Linked DNA regions of Sus scrofa: region 1 is linked to region 2. Evidence: chromatin contacts called from public promoter capture Hi-C data. All regions are on one chromosome and are shown on one strand. The core of a region is the stretch at or near the end of the contact, and the rest is flanking DNA. Distances in the headings are between cores, read along the strand shown. Region 1 holds the start of RPS27L (40S ribosomal protein S27-like). Region 2 overlaps RAB8B (ras-related protein Rab-8B).

Region 1 (4,532 bases), core at 1,575-4,074, 66 kb after region 2:
CTGGGAACCTCCATATGCCCCAGGAGCGGCCCTAGAAAAGGCCAAAAAAAAAAAAAAAAAAAAAAGACAAAAAAAAAATCAACAGCAAACAAGTTGGGGAAAATATTTGCAACATCTATGATCATAGTTAATATCCTTAACATAAAAGGACTTTTTTTTTTTTTTTTTTGTATTTTTAGGGCCCCACCTGCAGCATATGGAGGTTCCCAGGCTAGGGGTCGAATTAGAGCTATAGCTGCTGGCCTACACCACAGCCACAGCAACGCCAGATCCAAGCCACACCTGCAAACTACACCACAGCTTGAGGCAACATTGGATCCTCAACCCACTGAGCAAGGCCAGGGATCAAATCTGCATCCTCATGGATGCTAGTCGGGTTCGTTTCCACTGAGCCATGATGGGAGCTCTGACAAAATTTTTAACGTGGTTAATTTTATGTGTATTTTACTACAATGAAAAATGGAGGGTAAAAGGATAGAAGTTATGCGCAAAGAGCTGAGATCTTGGATAGAAAGAAGAGATTGAGCTTACAGGGAAATTAATTTCCTTTATTTATTTGGCCTTGCTTGCAGCACGTGGAAGTTCCCAGGCCAGGAATCGGACAAGCCTCTGCAGTACAATGTCAGATACTTAGCCCACTGTGCCACAAGGAGATTTTGAATTTCCTTTACTACTCTGTCTTATCCCTGCAAGTGTTCAGAGACTTTCCAGATTAGTTCCCAAACTCTAGGATATGGTGAAGTTTTTGCTTCTTTTTGTTATCTATGGGAAAATAAGAAGACAGCCTAGTGAGTGTCTACAAAAAATTAAATGTTTTTGATGTTAAGAAAAGCCTGAGAGTAGTCTTTCATACCTGTTTGTTTCAGGTTTTTTTGTTTTTTTTTTCAATTGGTGATGATAGTGTAAGGTAAGTTTGCAAAGAAGAGAATGTGCACACACCTCTAAAATGTCTTCATTTGGCACACAAGTGAGCTGACAACACAACATAGTCCCTCCATTTAGGGGAAAATAATGACAAATCCAGACATTTGCAAAAAACTGCTCTCAATTTTCATGGATGACTTAACAGCAAAATTTCATTTACTATTCCATAATACATGGTATTCTGATAAAAATACCATTTCTTTCTTTTGGATTGACTGAGATAGGGAAAAAACATAATATCCAATAATGTCAAGGATGCAAAGAAAGGGGCATTCTCAAGCATTTATATCTGGATCGTAAATTGGTTTGACTTTCTGGAGAGTAAAAGTAATTTGGCAGTTTATATTATAAACCTTAAAATGTGCTGAACTTTTGATTCAGTAGTTCCTCCTTTAGGAATTTATCCTAAGGAAATAATCAAGATGGACAAGACTCAGCCACAAAAATGCTTCTTAGAGTGCTATTTCAATAGTGAAAAATTGGCAAATGGAGTACTATGTGTTAAGATTTGACAGAGCTGGTTGGTGGGTTGAGGGATCTTCATTATTGTATTCGTTTTCTATTTTCACTATAACAAATTGCCATAAAGTTAGTGGCTTTTTTATTTTATTGTCTTTTTGCCATTTCTTGGGCCGCTCCCACGGCACATGGAGGTTCCCAGGTTAGGAGTCTAATCGGAGCTTTAGCCACAGCAAGGAGGGATCAGAGCCGCATCTGCAACCTACACTGCAGCTCACCACAACGCCAGATCCTTAACCCACTGAGCAAGGCCAGGGATCAAACCTGCAACCTCATGGTTCCTAGTCAGATTCGTTAATCACTGAGCCACAATGGGAACTCCAAGCAATCTTAATTACACTTGCCATATAACCACACATTCTAGGGATGAAAACATTATCTTTGGAGGCTATGATTCTGCATATGCAATTGTATTAATCCATGTACTTATCTGTCTGAAAATATATTAACTAATATTTTCAATAGTATAAAAAAAACCCCAGCCCTAGTGTCCAATTTAGCGTATGGATGAAAAGAGGATTATTCACAGGATGAATGCTATGTGCCCATTAGAAGTCATAATGTAGGATAATATAGAGTGCCGGAGTGATGTTCATTATACAGTAATGGGGGGCAAGTCTATAAAAGAATATGCGCAAGAGATATGAATTACGTAAAACCAAACCCCAAACATATATGCAACTGACTAAAAAAATGTTTGGAAGGCTATAGGTCAAAATATTAAAATGTTTACTTCTCAACGGTGAGTTTAAATTTCTTCTCTTTTTCTTCACTTTCCTAAATGTGTATTACACATGGATTATTTTTTCGAAGAGAAATAAAAGCTGATCGAGAATGTCTATTTTGGACACTTTTCTGGTCAAGCGCCTCCCTGTTTTCTAAGCTTTTGATCAGACTCGCTCACACCCAATCCACAGGACTGTCCTCCTCAGCAAAAACATTTCAAGTCTGGCTATCGGTGACACTCAACCGTTTTTTCAGCCTGAGCTGTTCGCTCTGCAAAGTGTGATCCCCAGTATAGAAAGGAGAACAAAGCCCGGCAGCGAATCGGTGCTCGTTAAAACCGTTTTCAGGGCCAGGCAAACCCAAGGCACAGCAGCATCCCGCAAAGAATTTAACAACCGGTACCTTGGAAGCCAGATGAGCAAGTATACGAGTCTTTTATAATCTCACTGGCACATTTTAATGGTTTTAATTAATCACAGTTTTTAATACACACACGAACAGAACATAGGCATCTCCCACGTGCCCGCCCGCAGAGCGGCAGGAGAGTGGAGGGCTTGGCGTGGGGTTCTCGGACCAGCCACTCAGCGTGCCCAGCCAGGTCCGCTCTGCAGTGGTTGCCTGCGCTCCAGAGGCCCAACGTGGCTCCCTACCCGCCATACACCAGTTGAGCCTGGCCCCTGGCACCACCGGCCCGGTGTGAAGCTTTGAGGGCCGCGGCCCTAGCCTAGGGACGCGCTAGGATCTCGGGCTTTGGGAGCTCGGATGGGCGTGCCCCTCCGCACCTCCCCTAGACGGGTCGCGGGGATCGCGGCCGGAGCCCGCTCCCACCACCGAGAGGAGAGCCTAGAGTGGACGCGCCCGCCGCTCCTCCCAGCCTCCTCTATCCCGGAAGTTGACGCCGCGCTCCAGGTCGCGTGCGGCTCGCCGAGGGTATAGCATAGCTGTCTGGAAGGGCTGTGCTTTGCAAAAGGATCAACATGCCTGTGAGTTGTTTACTTTCAGGCTTCGCTTTGGTTTTGGCCGTCTCCATCGGCCGAGGGGTCCCTGGGGTGGGCTAGCTCGATGTCTCCGCGGGCCCCCGGGGTTCCCTGCCGATCGCGGCTCGGCAGCGCCGATCAAGCGGCTCTTTTCGCGCGTGGCGGACTTGTTGGGACTTGTCCGGGCGGCGCGGCGTGTCGGGCCCTGCTTGGGCGTGGAGCGCACGGTCTGGAGTCGGTGGCTGGGAGGGGACAGCTCCCGAGTAACTTAACTCTGCTCTCTTGGGTTCCGGTGCGCACCCGCGAGGCTTCTTGCTCTCCTTTCGCTTCGTGGTTCTTGCCTCCTCTGCCTTTTCCGTAGAAATTTCCTACTTGTTTCCTTTTTAAAAACTGTCTTCGCTGTTGCCATACACATTAACTCTATCTAGGACAGTCATGCGTCAGGCACTTAAGAGTTCTTGTCAGATCAGATGTTGAACCCTGGGGGCAGAAATCATCTCGATGTTGGCACTATCGGATCTACCTCGGCGATTTCTACTCTCGGCGGGTTCAGGGATCACGTTCTTACTTAACACCCGAGTTTTATTTTCACTGGAGACTGTTGTTAAAGTGAAGAAGAACGGCTCTGACCTTACCATATGTTTCCCGATCGTCGTAAAGCCCCTTTATGGGACTTGGAGAACACAAGCATTATAAAAAGTATTAGTGAAAGTTAACAGCCTTTAAACAATTTTATATATATATATATATATATATATGTAGAGAGAGAGAGCGCGCGCCTCTTCTGAGTATGACTGTTATTCTATTTTTGCATGTATATCTCGCCCATGATTAAATCTGCCAGAGTTGTGGTTTCATTCTAGTAGTAATAATATGCTTTTTTATTCAGTTGGCTAGAGATTTACTGCATCCTTCCTTGGAAGAGGAGAAGAAAAAACATAAAAAGAAACGTCTGGTTCAGAGTCCAAATTCTTACTTTATGGATGTAAAATGTCCAGGTAAAATTTCAAACCTTAATACTTTTTAAAGGAAAATTTCTGTAAGGATTATTTAGTGTGTTGTGTAGTGTTTAGATATAGGACCCTGGGTTGCATAGAAGTGGGATTAAATAATTGGAGTGTCATAAGGGTTATTTCCATAATAAACCACTGTGGAAACATTTGGGGGAGGGGTGTCAGAACATGGGACTCCAAAGCGGACATGATGTTTAACTTATTAAATCTTTAAGCTGTTCAGATGATGAGTTTTCTTTTTCAATATGCAGTGACAAGTATATTGATTCTTCAGTATAAAGCTGTGGGGCTCAACAGCATGGCCATTATTCAGGTGTAAACACTTCATGATTCTTTATTCGTATGTATTGGGAAATGATCATCACAATGTTTA
Region 2 (4,873 bases), core at 1,742-4,241:
CACCAAGTAGGTAAATAAGCGGACAGAAAAGTGAGAGAAGGAGTTCCCGTCATGGTGCTATGGGAATGAATCCGACTAGGAACCATGAGGTTGCGGGTTCGGTCCCTGCCCTTGCTCAGTGGGTTAACGATCCAGCGTTGCCGTGAGCTGTGGTGTAGGTTGCAGACGCGGCTCAGATCCCGTGTTCCTGTGGCTCTGGCGTAGGCCGGCGGCTACAGCTCCGATTCGACCCCTAGCCTGGGGACCTCCATATGCCACAGAAGCAGCCCAAAGAAATAGCAAAAAGACAAAAAAAAGAAAGAAAAGTGAAATAATATGAATAATTATTTTCAATAACTGCTTTAAGGCAAACATCTCCACCATTAATTTGTGAGCCTGGGGCAGAAGACAAGCACCTACACAGATCCCTAACCATGGCCTGGTCCTGAAGAAGACGCACATTCGGGATCCCCAGCTGGAGGAAGAAAGCAGCCCCGGCTGCTACAGTCTTGCCACTTCACTATCAACTGGGCAGTTCAGAACAGGAAGACCTGGTGAACTGAGTGTGTCACATGCTGGCAAGCCAGGAGCCAGGCTTCCAAAAAGGAAGTGTGTCATTGAGTCAGTGATACGGCCAAACCCGAAGCCAGAGCAGTAACAATATAGCTCAAAAGTGACCACAGCCGTGGTGGCTCCAAGTTTTTTGCTTATACTACTTCCATCTCGGTACCAGCTTCCATCACAGCATCCACAGGACATCCTGGTTAGTTATTTATAATCCCTTCTCCCATAGTAGACTAAAAGCACCCACAAGATGGGGAGTGCCTTTTCAGTTTATGAATCTCTACAATTATCCCCTTTAAAATGCTAGGCCTCCACCAACGTATCCAACCCTATGGTTCACAATGTCTTAGCACACACCCTCAGAAATGCCTCCTTCATGCTCCACCCTGATATTCCCCCTTCTCTAAGCATTCTCCAGGATTCCTCCACTGTCTAGAACTTTCTCCCTCCATCCCACTGGAATCCTGACAGTGACTTAGTAACTTCACCTCCTCTGTCCACTAGATATCTCAGCCAATCTGCTCACTATCTACCCTAAATTCCTACCAAATTCAGAATAAAGTTAAGTATCATTAGTGGTGGCATTTAATTATTCTTATTGTTTCATATAAGTTTTGCCTTCCTGTTTAGATTTAGGCAAAAAAGCTGGCACATTATGCAGCCAACTGAGCAGGTGCTCAATACATGGTTAAAGGGTTGAGTGAAAGTTAAGCTTAGTCTTTCACAAGCTATTCTTTTCGTAACCTTCCCTCCTGTTTGCCAAGCACATCACGGGCACTCAATAAATGCCTTTTGACATTGATTAATCACTTCTGAATACAATCAGGTTTGCATATCTCCAAACTAATCCTACTGGAATGCTGCTTAATGACTAACAAATTAAGTTACATATTTGGATAACTTTAGGAGAAAAGAAAGGAAGGAAGAAAGAAAAGAGCAAGGCAGTCTCTTCCAGAGAAATGGAATTGAATGAAAGGTTCTGTAACCATTGTCTCAATTGCAGTCTTTAAAAATCACCTGTTAATTAATTAATTTATTTATTTTTTTGTCTTTTTTGCTATTTCTTGGGCCGCTCCCGCGGCATATGGAGGTTCCCAGGCTAGGGGTCGAATCAGAGCTGTAGTCTCCGGCCTGCGCCAGAGCCACAGCAACGCGGGATCCGAGCCGCGTCTGCAACCTACACCACAGCTCACGGCAACACCGGATCATTAACCCACCGAGCAAGCGCAGGGACTGAACCCGAAACCTCATGGTTCCTAGTTGGATTCGTTAACCACTGCGCCACGACGGGAATTCCCACCTGTTAATTTAGATAGGCTTGGGCGTCTAGGTGATTCTTAAAAGTCTACACACAATTAGATAAATACCAATCTGCTATATTACAAGGGCCAATAGACCACCTGGTGGGAGGGGGCGGCAGTGAGAACTGGACATTTCATGTTGCTTAGGGAGTTTTACTTTCTTCAGAAACCATAATTTTCTTAAAACTTTGGCAACAACCACAAAACCAGATGTTGCAGATGTTGCTGCTGTGTGGGAACTTCTGCCCCTGCGCCAACAACTAGAATGGCCTCCAGAGTTCACTCAGAGAGACAGAAAGCAGAAAACCCAAAAAAGGAGAGAGACAATGCACTTAGTATTCAAAAGGGCCTAAGAGAAACACAGCAAGTCAAACCAGCAGTGGAAGCCCACCATCAATAAATGCTTGACAGTTAAAAGGCCCAGTTTTCTTTCACCAAAAAAAAAAAAAGAAAAAGGAGGAGTTCCCGTCGTGGCAAAGTGGTTAATGAATCCGACTAGGAACCATGAGGTTGCGGGTTCGATCCCTGCCCTTGCTCAGTGGGTTAACGATCCAGCGTTGCCGTGAGCTGTGGTGTAGGTCGCAGACGCGGCTTGGATCCCGCGTTGCTGTGGCTCTGGCGTAGGCTGGTGGCTACAGCTCCGATTTGACCCCTAGCCTGGGAACCTCCATATGCCACGGGAGCGGCCCAAATGGCAAAAAGACCAAAAAATAAATAAATAAATAAAAATAAAGGCATTAGTTTAAAAAAAAAAAAAGCATTTATCCAATTAAATAGAGCCTCCATAGAACTGGCTTCGAAAACTTTTTTAAAAGTCTTCAGTGGCAAATGCAGTCACAGCAGTTAGTGGCTTTCTAGCTGTTCTGACCTGCAGTTTAGAAATACGTTTATATCAGAGTACATACATACCTACACATACTTATATAACTGAAACAAAAGTTTCATAAAGTGGCACTTGACCCTTACCCCTGGTTATTCTTGTATGCAATGGACCCTGTACTTTCTTTTCTATTCTTATGTTCTGGTCTATTCTCTTCCCCTCCATTAAAAAAAAAAAAAAAAAAGTGGGTCTGGACACACTAAATGGACTCCATGACCCAATAATGGGTTGCAACCCACACTGAAAAACACTGGCCTAAAGAACATTCTGGAAGTCAACCAAAGGTCACATGCTATTTCTTTCTTTAAAAAAAAAAATCCATTGCTGATAAGGCCACTCCAGCTTCACTTTTTAATGAGAAGAGGAAAAAAAAAAAAGACACAGCTCCAGGGCCATGCATGTAGTTAAGCATAAAAATATTTGTTAAATTTAAGAAGCCACTAGGAATTTCTGTGTGGCCCAGCAAGTTAAGAATCTGGCATTAACAAGGCAGTGACTCGGTTGCTGCTGTTGCACAGGTTTGATCCCTGGCCTGGGAACTTCCACGTGTCACGGGCATGGCCAAAAAAAAACATATGTATGTATTTCTGTGTTATGGGTAAAGTAACAGAAAGGAACAGAGAGGCCAAGACTTAAAGAAGACAAAGGAGAATTCCAATAATGGACATACGTCTAGGTAACATGCCCAATTTTTTGAGCAAGACACTGCCAGAGGTTTTGCTTCCTTAATCACCGGAGATGCTTTGATTCACTGGCCTAAGGCCAAGAAGCAAAAGATAAAAAGTCCCATCCCAAAAGGGCAGAAGAGTTCAACAGGGCTTGGTAATTTACCTTATTTCAAAAGACTGAAATAAACTATACCTTTTAAAATGAGGGAATAATTGCCTGCAAAATCAAGGACTCCAGTTTAAATCAATCCAGAATGGCTATAGCACAGATCGCATCAAAGAACAAAATGTAGCCAAACAAAATGAGCATCAGAGTAGATAACCTTGCATAATGGAATCATTATTAAATAATATCCCTCAAGATCCTCTCCTGAGACCCCTCTTCCTTCAACAGATAATGATGCTGACAGCTATAACGGAATAGGCTATCGTTAATAAAAATAGCTCTTATTTCTCAAGAGCCCACTTAGGGCCAGGCACTGTGCTAGGTACTTACTATACCTTATCACTACTCTCATAACAAGCTTGCATGGGAGCTGTTATTGCCATCTTACACAAGAGAAAACTGAGGTCCATAAGGAGGAAGGCAGAAGTCTCAATCAGAGAGTGGAAGAGGTATGGGTATGAGAGAGGAAGGGTCCTGGGAACATGCTTATGGTTCCACGGGAAGGGCAGGAAGAACCAAAAAAATTTGGGATACTTGGAGTATCATCAGTGGTCAAATGCATTTCTTGGCAATTTGGAGGACATTTTTTTTCTTTTGGCCATGCCTGCAGCATGCAGAAGGAAGTTCTGGAGCCAGAGATCAAACCCACACCATAGCAGTGACCCAAGCCACGGCAGTGACAATGCCAGATCCTTAACCTGCTAGGCCACCAGGGAACTCCTGGAGGATACCTTTTAAATGCACAGAATTTCTTCTAACATGTGATGAACTGCTTTATACAACTTTTCTCTATCTAACTCTAGGGACATTTTCCAATTCTGAGTTTACAGTGAGAAAGAAACTATGTTTGAGATAACTAGAAGTGCTCATAAAAAATTAAAATATGACCAGCTGATAGACTGTTCTGTAACATCAAGGAGGCTCCAAACTCAGTGCTCTTTCCACTGCTTTATTTGGAAACACTGGGATGATAAAGTGGGTTGTTTGATGCCTGCTTCTGAGGCTGTGCCATAGAAGGCTCCAACTTCCAGAGTACCTACGCCCCAGCTGGTGGTTTGGGACCAACATGGTATATTTGGTCATAAACAGGAACAGCAGGTGTCTGCCCCGTTCAGCATGGGGAAGCAGCTCAGAATCCTGCAGAGACTGCAGACACCTGAGTCTATGCAGTAGAAGGTATGAGGACATGAGAGCTCTAGAGATCCTCTTCAATTTTCAAGATCTTAGTAAACAAGAAAAATAAATACTATATATGTATACCATAGAAAACATTTTTTTTTCTTTAGGGAAAAAAATGATTATATGCAGTTTTTAA

What was found. Promoter capture Hi-C pulls out the DNA fragments that hold promoters and counts their contacts.
Region 1: a contact with region 2 is called in a promoter capture Hi-C map of liver, with 2.6 times the contacts expected there. The contact joins the promoter of RPS27L here to the enhancer-like site in region 2. A contact is called at or near these places in 1 of 5 promoter capture datasets (liver), 3 of 47 Hi-C or Micro-C datasets (adipocytes, blood and liver) and 2 of 2 datasets of contacts at active chromatin or transcription factors (alveolar macrophages and skeletal muscle).

What each region holds. Positions count from the first base shown.
Region 1 is chr1:108,878,506-108,883,037 of Sscrofa11.1, forward strand. It overlaps RPS27L (40S ribosomal protein S27-like), which reads left to right and starts at 2,825. Exons shown (of 4, transcript XM_003480338.3): 1 at 2,825-3,152; 2 at 4,036-4,144. The coding sequence starts at 3,147.
Region 2 is chr1:108,812,205-108,817,077 of Sscrofa11.1, forward strand. The region is part of intron 1 of RAB8B (ras-related protein Rab-8B); the gene reads right to left. Among named protein-coding and RNA genes, the nearest start is that of RAB8B, 26 kb to the right of the region's middle. Within about 2 kb of position 2,992, at least 5 of the 83 cell types and tissues checked have an H3K27ac peak or open chromatin away from gene starts, as enhancers often do. A contact at or near this core is called in liver, where this site is marked.